2 separate regions of the Ovis canadensis genome follow, and region 2 is linked to region 1. Evidence: chromatin contacts called from public Hi-C data. All regions are on one chromosome and are shown on one strand. Each heading gives the region's core, a stretch centred on a gene start, on an enhancer-like site or on the middle of the called end of the contact. The rest is flanking DNA. Distances are from core to core; before and after follow the strand shown.

Region 1 (3,494 bases), core at 607-3,106:
CTAACCCACCTGAGTGTGTAGGGAACCACCTGCAGGACTTGTTGAAACTCAGCTTGTGGAGTGTCTCCCTCCTCCCCCACCAGTTTCTGATTCCATTGGTCTGAGGTTTTGCATTTCTAATGAGTTCGCAGGCGATTCTCCTGCTGCTGGCTGGCGGATAGCCACTAGACTAAGTGCTTTTCATGGTTTAAAGCTCTGGGCATATTACTGTCCTTCACCAAATACTAAATAACTGTTCTCTGTGGAGTCACTGTGTGAAAGGCCAGAGGTGAAGCCCACAATTCAGAAATCTGAGAGCCGCTCGCTGTCATTAGGTAGATTCAGCCTTTGCTCCCAAAAGTCTTGAGATCTCTCAGCCATATTCTCCCCTGGTCGCCGCTTGATAGTCTGTGTGGCTCCTTTAAGAATGTCAGTGAATCAGATTTTTCTTCCCTTTGGTGAGCTGTGATCATCTTGTTGCTTTCTGCTTTGGGTTCACCTTTGAACAAACCTTTACTCAGCCCCGTGGGTGCAGCGTGGTCCGAATTTGTCTTTCTGCCCTCTTTTCCCCTTTATAGAAAAAGCTGGGGCCTTAGCCGCTCTTGCCATGCCTGCTTGAGATGACGGCTTTTGAGGTCTTTGTCTTGATATGTCTCCAGACAGTTCCTTTCTCAGTTTGTTCATCTGCCTTGTGCAGAAACAGAACCGTGATGTCGTTCCTTCCCTTGCGGTTTATTTGAAATTATTTATAGACAGGTCGCTGGCTGCACGCTACCTCTTCTCCACCCCCACCTCTTTTTTTTTTTTTTTTTTCTGGTGCAATTTGACTTTAGGTAGTTGTTTCTTTGTGGTATGTGTGCCCTGCCTGAGGGCATACTGAGTGGAAGTGTTTTCCTGCTACCAAAACACTCACCAAAGTGGACAATGGGCTTCCCTAGTGGCTTAGATGGTAAAGAATCTGCCCATATTGTGGGAGATCCAGGTTCGATCCCTGGGCCAGGAAGATCCCCTGGAGGAGGAAATGGCAACCCACTCCAGTATTCTTGCCTGGAAGATCCCACAGACAGAGGAGCCTCACGGGCTTCGAAGCCCATGGGGTTGCAAAGAGTTGGACACGACTGAGCCCCAAAACTGCCACCACCCCTGTGTTCCTGCAACTGATTTCTTCTTTTGTTTCCTACTTGGTATTCACGTGTGGCGTCTGGCTGCCAGGCAGACAGTGTGATATCCGTCCCATCCCTGTTCTCATGATTCTACCAAGCCTTTTCCCTGCAGCCCTTCCAGGGCCTGTGTGTGAGTGTGTGTGTGCACAACAGCGGTGCAGTGGGGGTGAGAGTACGTACACACGGAGGTGCCAGCGCACCTCTTGTTCTCGCCCTGATTCCACATGTTCCAGCTTGCATAGGATTTAGTTTAATTTATACCCAGCGGGGGAATCTGCCCGTAAAACACACACACACCTCCATAAGTCTGTTTCCGCCGTTCACTGTGTGCCCAGCAGTTTCTGTGTCTTTAGAAAACATGTTGTGTTTCAGATCAGAGGAGGAGAGATGACACTAACCCTGTCGCTGTCCCTTGGAGCACAGAATCCATGCTTCTAGTCACGTTTGCCGTGAAAGGCAGTGCTATATCCTGATGTTCTCATTTCCATTTTCTCAGTGGCTTTATCTTTTAAAATGATAGTGTTGTGTTTTCGGCTCGCGGGTTCCTTTTTGGGAGCGGCGATGCCTCTAAGCAAGTGTGCACCGAGAGTGGGGTGGAGCAGTTCTCCAGAGGAGATGACTGGGGAGAGGGAATGTCACAGGATTCTTGCAAGGGCAAATAGGGTCAGTTCTCATCTGTGTTTATTTTAACCACTGTCAAGTGTAGAAAGGAATGCATTGGTTTACAGTCACCATGACAACAGAGGCTCCTTCCCGCTCCCTGCCCCTCCACAGGCAATGAACCCATTCATTTATCCAAGTGCCTCAAAATTCCATTATGTGCATTCCATGGGCTGTTAATTCAAGCATTTTGACAGAATGTTATTGTGCATTCTCTAAGAGTATTCAGTAGTGGCTTAATCCTGCTCAGGTCACCAAATACTTGTCTTGAACCACTGTTTCCTCATCTCTCTGGGGGCCATGAGAAGATGGACAGTCAACAATAGAATAGGGCTCCTCGGCTTTCTGTATCTGGGACATTTCTTTGACGTTTTGTGGTCTGTCTTAAATTTTTTCTTTCTGCTCCATGAATAGATTTGGGTTTGTTTTAATAGAAAAATGCTTGATTTAATACCAAGTTAAATCTTTCATTCTGGCTAGTTTATTTTAAATTTCTGGGATGTTAGGTTACATTTGAATGTTAGTCATTGGGTCCTGTCTTGTCTCTCTCTCCCCACCCCCCAACTTTATTGAGATGTAATTGACATGTAACCTTGTGCAGAGTTCAAGGTGTACAGCCTGATTTGGTGTGTGTATATATTATGGAACGATTACCACAGTAAGGTTGGTTAGTGAATTCGTTGCCTCATGCATTTTCATTTTTTAATGCACTTTTATTTTTTAATCTTTCAAATGTGGGATATAATATTAACTATAGTCACCATGGTGCACATTAGATCACCAGAACTTACTCATCTTATAACTGGAAGTTTTTACCTTGGCCATACACGCGCGCACACACACACACACACACACACACGCACTCGCCAATCTACTCTTGTTTCTCTGAGTTTGGTTTTTTAGATTCCACATGGAAGGATCACACAGTGTTTCTCTTTCTCTGTCTGATTTAGTGTGACACCCTGGGCGACCATCCATGTTGTCACAAATGGCAGAGCTTCCTTTCTAATGGCTGAATAATATTCCAGTACACGGGTCGCACATGTGTTCTTTATCCATTCGTCCTGTACATAATGCTGCAGTGGACATGGGGTCACAGGAATCTCTTTGCGATAGCGACTTCATTTCCTTTGGGTAAACACCCACACATGGAAGTGCTTGATCACCTAGTAGCTCTGTTCCTTTTTTGAGGAACCTCTGTGGTGTTTTGCAAAGTTAGCTGCACCAATCCACTCTCCCAGTGGCAGTGTGCGAGGGATCTCTTTTCTCCTCAACCTTGCCACAAAGTGTCTTTCTCAGGACGTTTTTCCCTGTCAAGTATTTGTACTTTGTTTTCACAGCCACTTAAAATGAGTTAGGTTCCTGGAAGGATGAGAGCCTGGAGGGCTGAGAGTCTTCACCTGCTGTATCTGTTTCTTTAAGTTTCACAAAGGTCTGCCTTCAGGCTTCGGGACTGTTTAGTTCAGTTCAGTCGCTCAGTTGTGTCTGACTCTTTGCGACCCCATGAATCACAGCATGCCAGGCCTCCCTGTCCATCACCAACTCCCGGAGCCTATTCAAACTCATGTCCATTGAGTCGATGATGCTATCCAACTATCTCATCCTCTCTGGTTCCCTTCTCCTGCCCTCAGTCTTTCCCAGCATCAGGGTCTTTTCCAATGAGTCAGTTCTTCATATCAGGTGGCCAAAGTA
Region 2 (3,452 bases), core at 258-2,757, 160 kb before region 1:
ATTCCTGGTCACCTCAGTAATGTATTCCCTTGACCACCTTTTCATAGTTCAAATACAGTACTTTTCAGAGGTATCATAGTCAGTCATGAGTCTGCCTTTTCTACTGAGCTGTGTGCTTCTTAACAAAGGACTTTTGAGTGTTCTCTGTCTTCAGATGAGATCAGTGGGGGCATGTAGGTCCTGTAGCAACACTGTACCTAGTGAGGTCTTCCCCCACCCTCCTATCCCTCACACCACGACTTGAAGAGGTCAAGATAAGTGCTGGAAGAGGTTAAAATCATCAGGAGAAAGAGTGATAATTCACTGATAGAGGACGAAAAAGAGGGGTAAAAAGACAGGAAAGGTAAAAGGAAGTTCATCAGGAGATAGTTGCTTCCACAACAGGAAAAGCTTTCAACCCCTAAAAAGACCAGTCTATTTTCCCTTTCAGGGAAAACAACATGAATGTTATCCAAATCTTTTGGAAATGAGCAAATTCCTTCCTTTCGCTTGCCCTCCAGCCTCAACTAGAATGGTTTTTATGTGGTGACCTGGAGTTGGTAGCTCAGCAGGGGAGTTCTCCGCCTGGGGATGGAGAAGCCTAGCCTCAGAGGCTAGCTGAGAGAACCTAGAAGAAACCCACCTTTGTTCTTAAGAATTTTGCCTGGGGAAGGGCAGATCTGACATTAAACCTCCTGAGAGCTGGCTAAAACCCTGAGTGTGAAGTGGAGGCTGCCAGTATACAGGTCATAATAATCAGAAAGTCTCTTGAAACCACCTCATTGTAAAAAGTCACTTGTATAAAGTCACTTGGGTGGCCAGTATGGAAAAATGGAATCTGTTCTATTGGGTCCTTCAGGATATGTGCCATATGAAGGCACAGAAGGTCATTTATTTTTATGACTGAAATCAACATATGACACATTATTTCAATTTTGAAAGCAGATCTTTTAAAAAAAGGTAAAGTCATAATTAAAAAGCATTTTAAAATAGCGCTTTATTGAGAATTCCCCTGTGGCCCAACCGTTAGGACTGTGATTCCACTTCAGGGCCACGGGTTCCATCCCTGATCAGGGAACTAAGATCCAGCATACCATGCTGTGCAGCAAAGGCAAAACTTTATCTGATTTACTGAAATCTTTTAATAACGTGTCTGTTTTTTAGCTGGGCTAACACTATTACATAATCCACTCCATAAGATGTGATGATCACTAATTTGTTGATGAGGAAATCGACCAGCTCAGACAGGCCATCCTGTACCTTTTAGGAAAGGGCCCTGGGTGGTGTGACAGGTCTCTCACCTCCAGTTTCTGAGACCTTTCTAGACACTCCTCAAACACTTCAAACACTGCTGCGAATAAAACCTAACGATTATGATACTTCCGACATAAGGAGAATCTAGGGGATGGGAAGGAGAATTGAATGTATAGGAATGAGTATGAAGGCGTACTTAATTTCACTTCTCGTTTCTTAAAAGAACTGCCCGAGAGGAGATCCTTTAAAACATCACTGCTCTACACATACGGTGCGAATAAGGAAATTAACAATGCAGACTGGCTAAGAGAGACTTGAAGTAGCTAATAAAGCGAAGGCCGAAGAGATACACCGGGACCGCCTCCTTCATTTAGATCAACGATTAAATGAGCACAACAGGGGGCAGAGGCAGGTAGAACGCGGGTTCTCGCGTGGCTACCGCGGGTGGTATTCCCGGCAATCGGCGTTCCAGACGCTTCCTCGCGGTGTGCGGGTCTGTGTGGCTCGGACTCCATATTCCACTCGTTTCCCCTCAACGTTGTAGCCTCGCTAACAGGCACTCCAGACGCAAGAGACGCCGGGACCAGCCAAGATCCAGCGCGATCTCTTAAAAGACGGTGATTTTTTTTTTTGTATAGGAGGCGGCGGCCGGGGCTTCCCTTTTGGGGTCCCCCCACCCCCGACGCCGTTCTCGCCCGCCAGGCCGCGTGCCGCGCCGGGAGGTGGCCTTTCCGCGAGGTGACCTCGGGCTCCCCCCGAGCCCGACCGCAGCACGCTCCGTGTGGAGACGCGAGGCGGTGTCCTGAGGTGACACCGGCTGTGCCGCCGAGGCAGCAGGCGCCGCCGATCAACTAGTTCGCACCGAGGATTCCTCTTGGTGCGTGGCCCAGTTTTCCTCAGGACGGGCTCCAACCCCTAGCCGACACCGCCCCCCGCGCCGCCACGCTCCGAGGCCTTCCCCCGGGACGCGGCGCGTCCCTCCCCCGCCGCTCGGCGCGGCGCGCGCGCGATTCCTCGATTCCACAGGCGGTTCGCGCCGCGGGTGGGGGCGGGGCGCGCGGGGAGGGGGCCGGCCGCCGCGGGGGGAGGGGGGCCGTGGTCGGGGGGCGGGGGCGGGCCGGCGTGGGGAGTTCCTCGCTCGCGGACCACACGCTCTGCGGGCCAATCCCGAGCCAGCCTCGCTCAGTGTCACACGCGGGACACGTCCAAGCGTTTGTTGGCAGGGCCGGCGAGGGGGGCGGGGGCGGGGAGGAGGGGAAGGGAGTTGAGTGACAGGCTTGCGGGGCAGGCTGGGAATTGTAGTTCCCAGCGCTCATGGCCATAGCCATTTTGTAGTCGGGGGACTACAACTTCCAGAAGATCAAGGGGACCATTCTAAGGTGCCCCGGGAATAGGCGGCTCTCCCCGGGGCCAGGAGTCCTGGGGCACTGGCACCCAGCAGCCCGGCTGCAGGTAGACACGAGGCGTGGCGGGGTCTAGCGTTGTGGCGGCCGAGGGGTGAGCGGCAAGCTGGGGAAAGGGGGTGAGGTGGAGCGACCGAGCGTGCCATGCATTGAGCTAGGGAGCCTCTCTCAATTCCAGTCTTAGGCTTGGCGTGGGAGCGATGCCTGCGGGGTGGCCCTAGAAGGGTTTGTCGAGGCCTCTCGGGTATCTCGTCGACGGGGCCGTGAGGGTCCTCTGGGCTGGGCCAGGGGCTGTCGGCACCGGAGTAGGCGGGCTCCTGGTGGCCCAGCTGTGGGAGTTTTCGGCTGGCGTCCGGCGGGGAATTATCCGAGGAGCCCTAACTTGTATAAAAGCAGAGTCCATTTAAAGTTGGGCTGGATAGCCTCTATCTCATTGGTTAGGGGGCTTGGAAAAAAGAGACTCGGCGAGCCCTCGCTGTGGTGCTGCCGCCGCCGCCGCCGCCGCCGCCGCTGGAGTTGACTCTTCTGCTCGCACTGCTGCTGCAGCACAAACGTGACTTCCAACATTTTTTATTTATCTTTCCCTTTTCTTTTCCAAGATGTAACTACAGCTCAGACACTAAGGACCTTCACGTTTCGCTGATGTAGTTTTTGGAGGAAAAAGGGGGGGGAGTGAAGGGCGTCGGTTTTTTTTGTGTGTGTGTGTTTCGGGGGAAATTTTCCATTATGAGTGTTTTACTAAAGTGAATTTTTTTTTTTGTTTGCTTCGTCTTTGGCTTTTTTTTTTTTTTCCCTTCCCAATTTCGGATTTATTTC

The links. A called contact is a pair of places that touch in the nucleus more often than the background predicts.
Region 2: a contact with region 1 is called in a Hi-C map of fibroblasts, with 5 times the contacts expected there. The contact joins the promoter of JARID2 here to the enhancer-like site in region 1. A contact is called at or near these places in 2 of 2 Hi-C or Micro-C datasets (fibroblasts and lung).

Annotation. Positions count from the first base shown.
Region 1 is chr20:56,085,108-56,088,601 of ARS-UI_OviCan_v2, reverse strand. The region is part of intron 4 of JARID2 (jumonji and AT-rich interaction domain containing 2); the gene reads left to right. Among named protein-coding and RNA genes, the nearest start is that of JARID2, 160 kb to the left of the region's middle. Within about 2 kb of position 1,856, the one cell type or tissue checked has open chromatin away from gene starts, as enhancers often do. A contact at or near this core is called in fibroblasts, where this site is marked.
Region 2 is chr20:56,243,283-56,246,734 of ARS-UI_OviCan_v2, reverse strand. It overlaps JARID2 (jumonji and AT-rich interaction domain containing 2), which reads left to right and starts at 1,507. Exons shown (of 19, transcript XM_069563841.1): 1 at 1,507-1,850.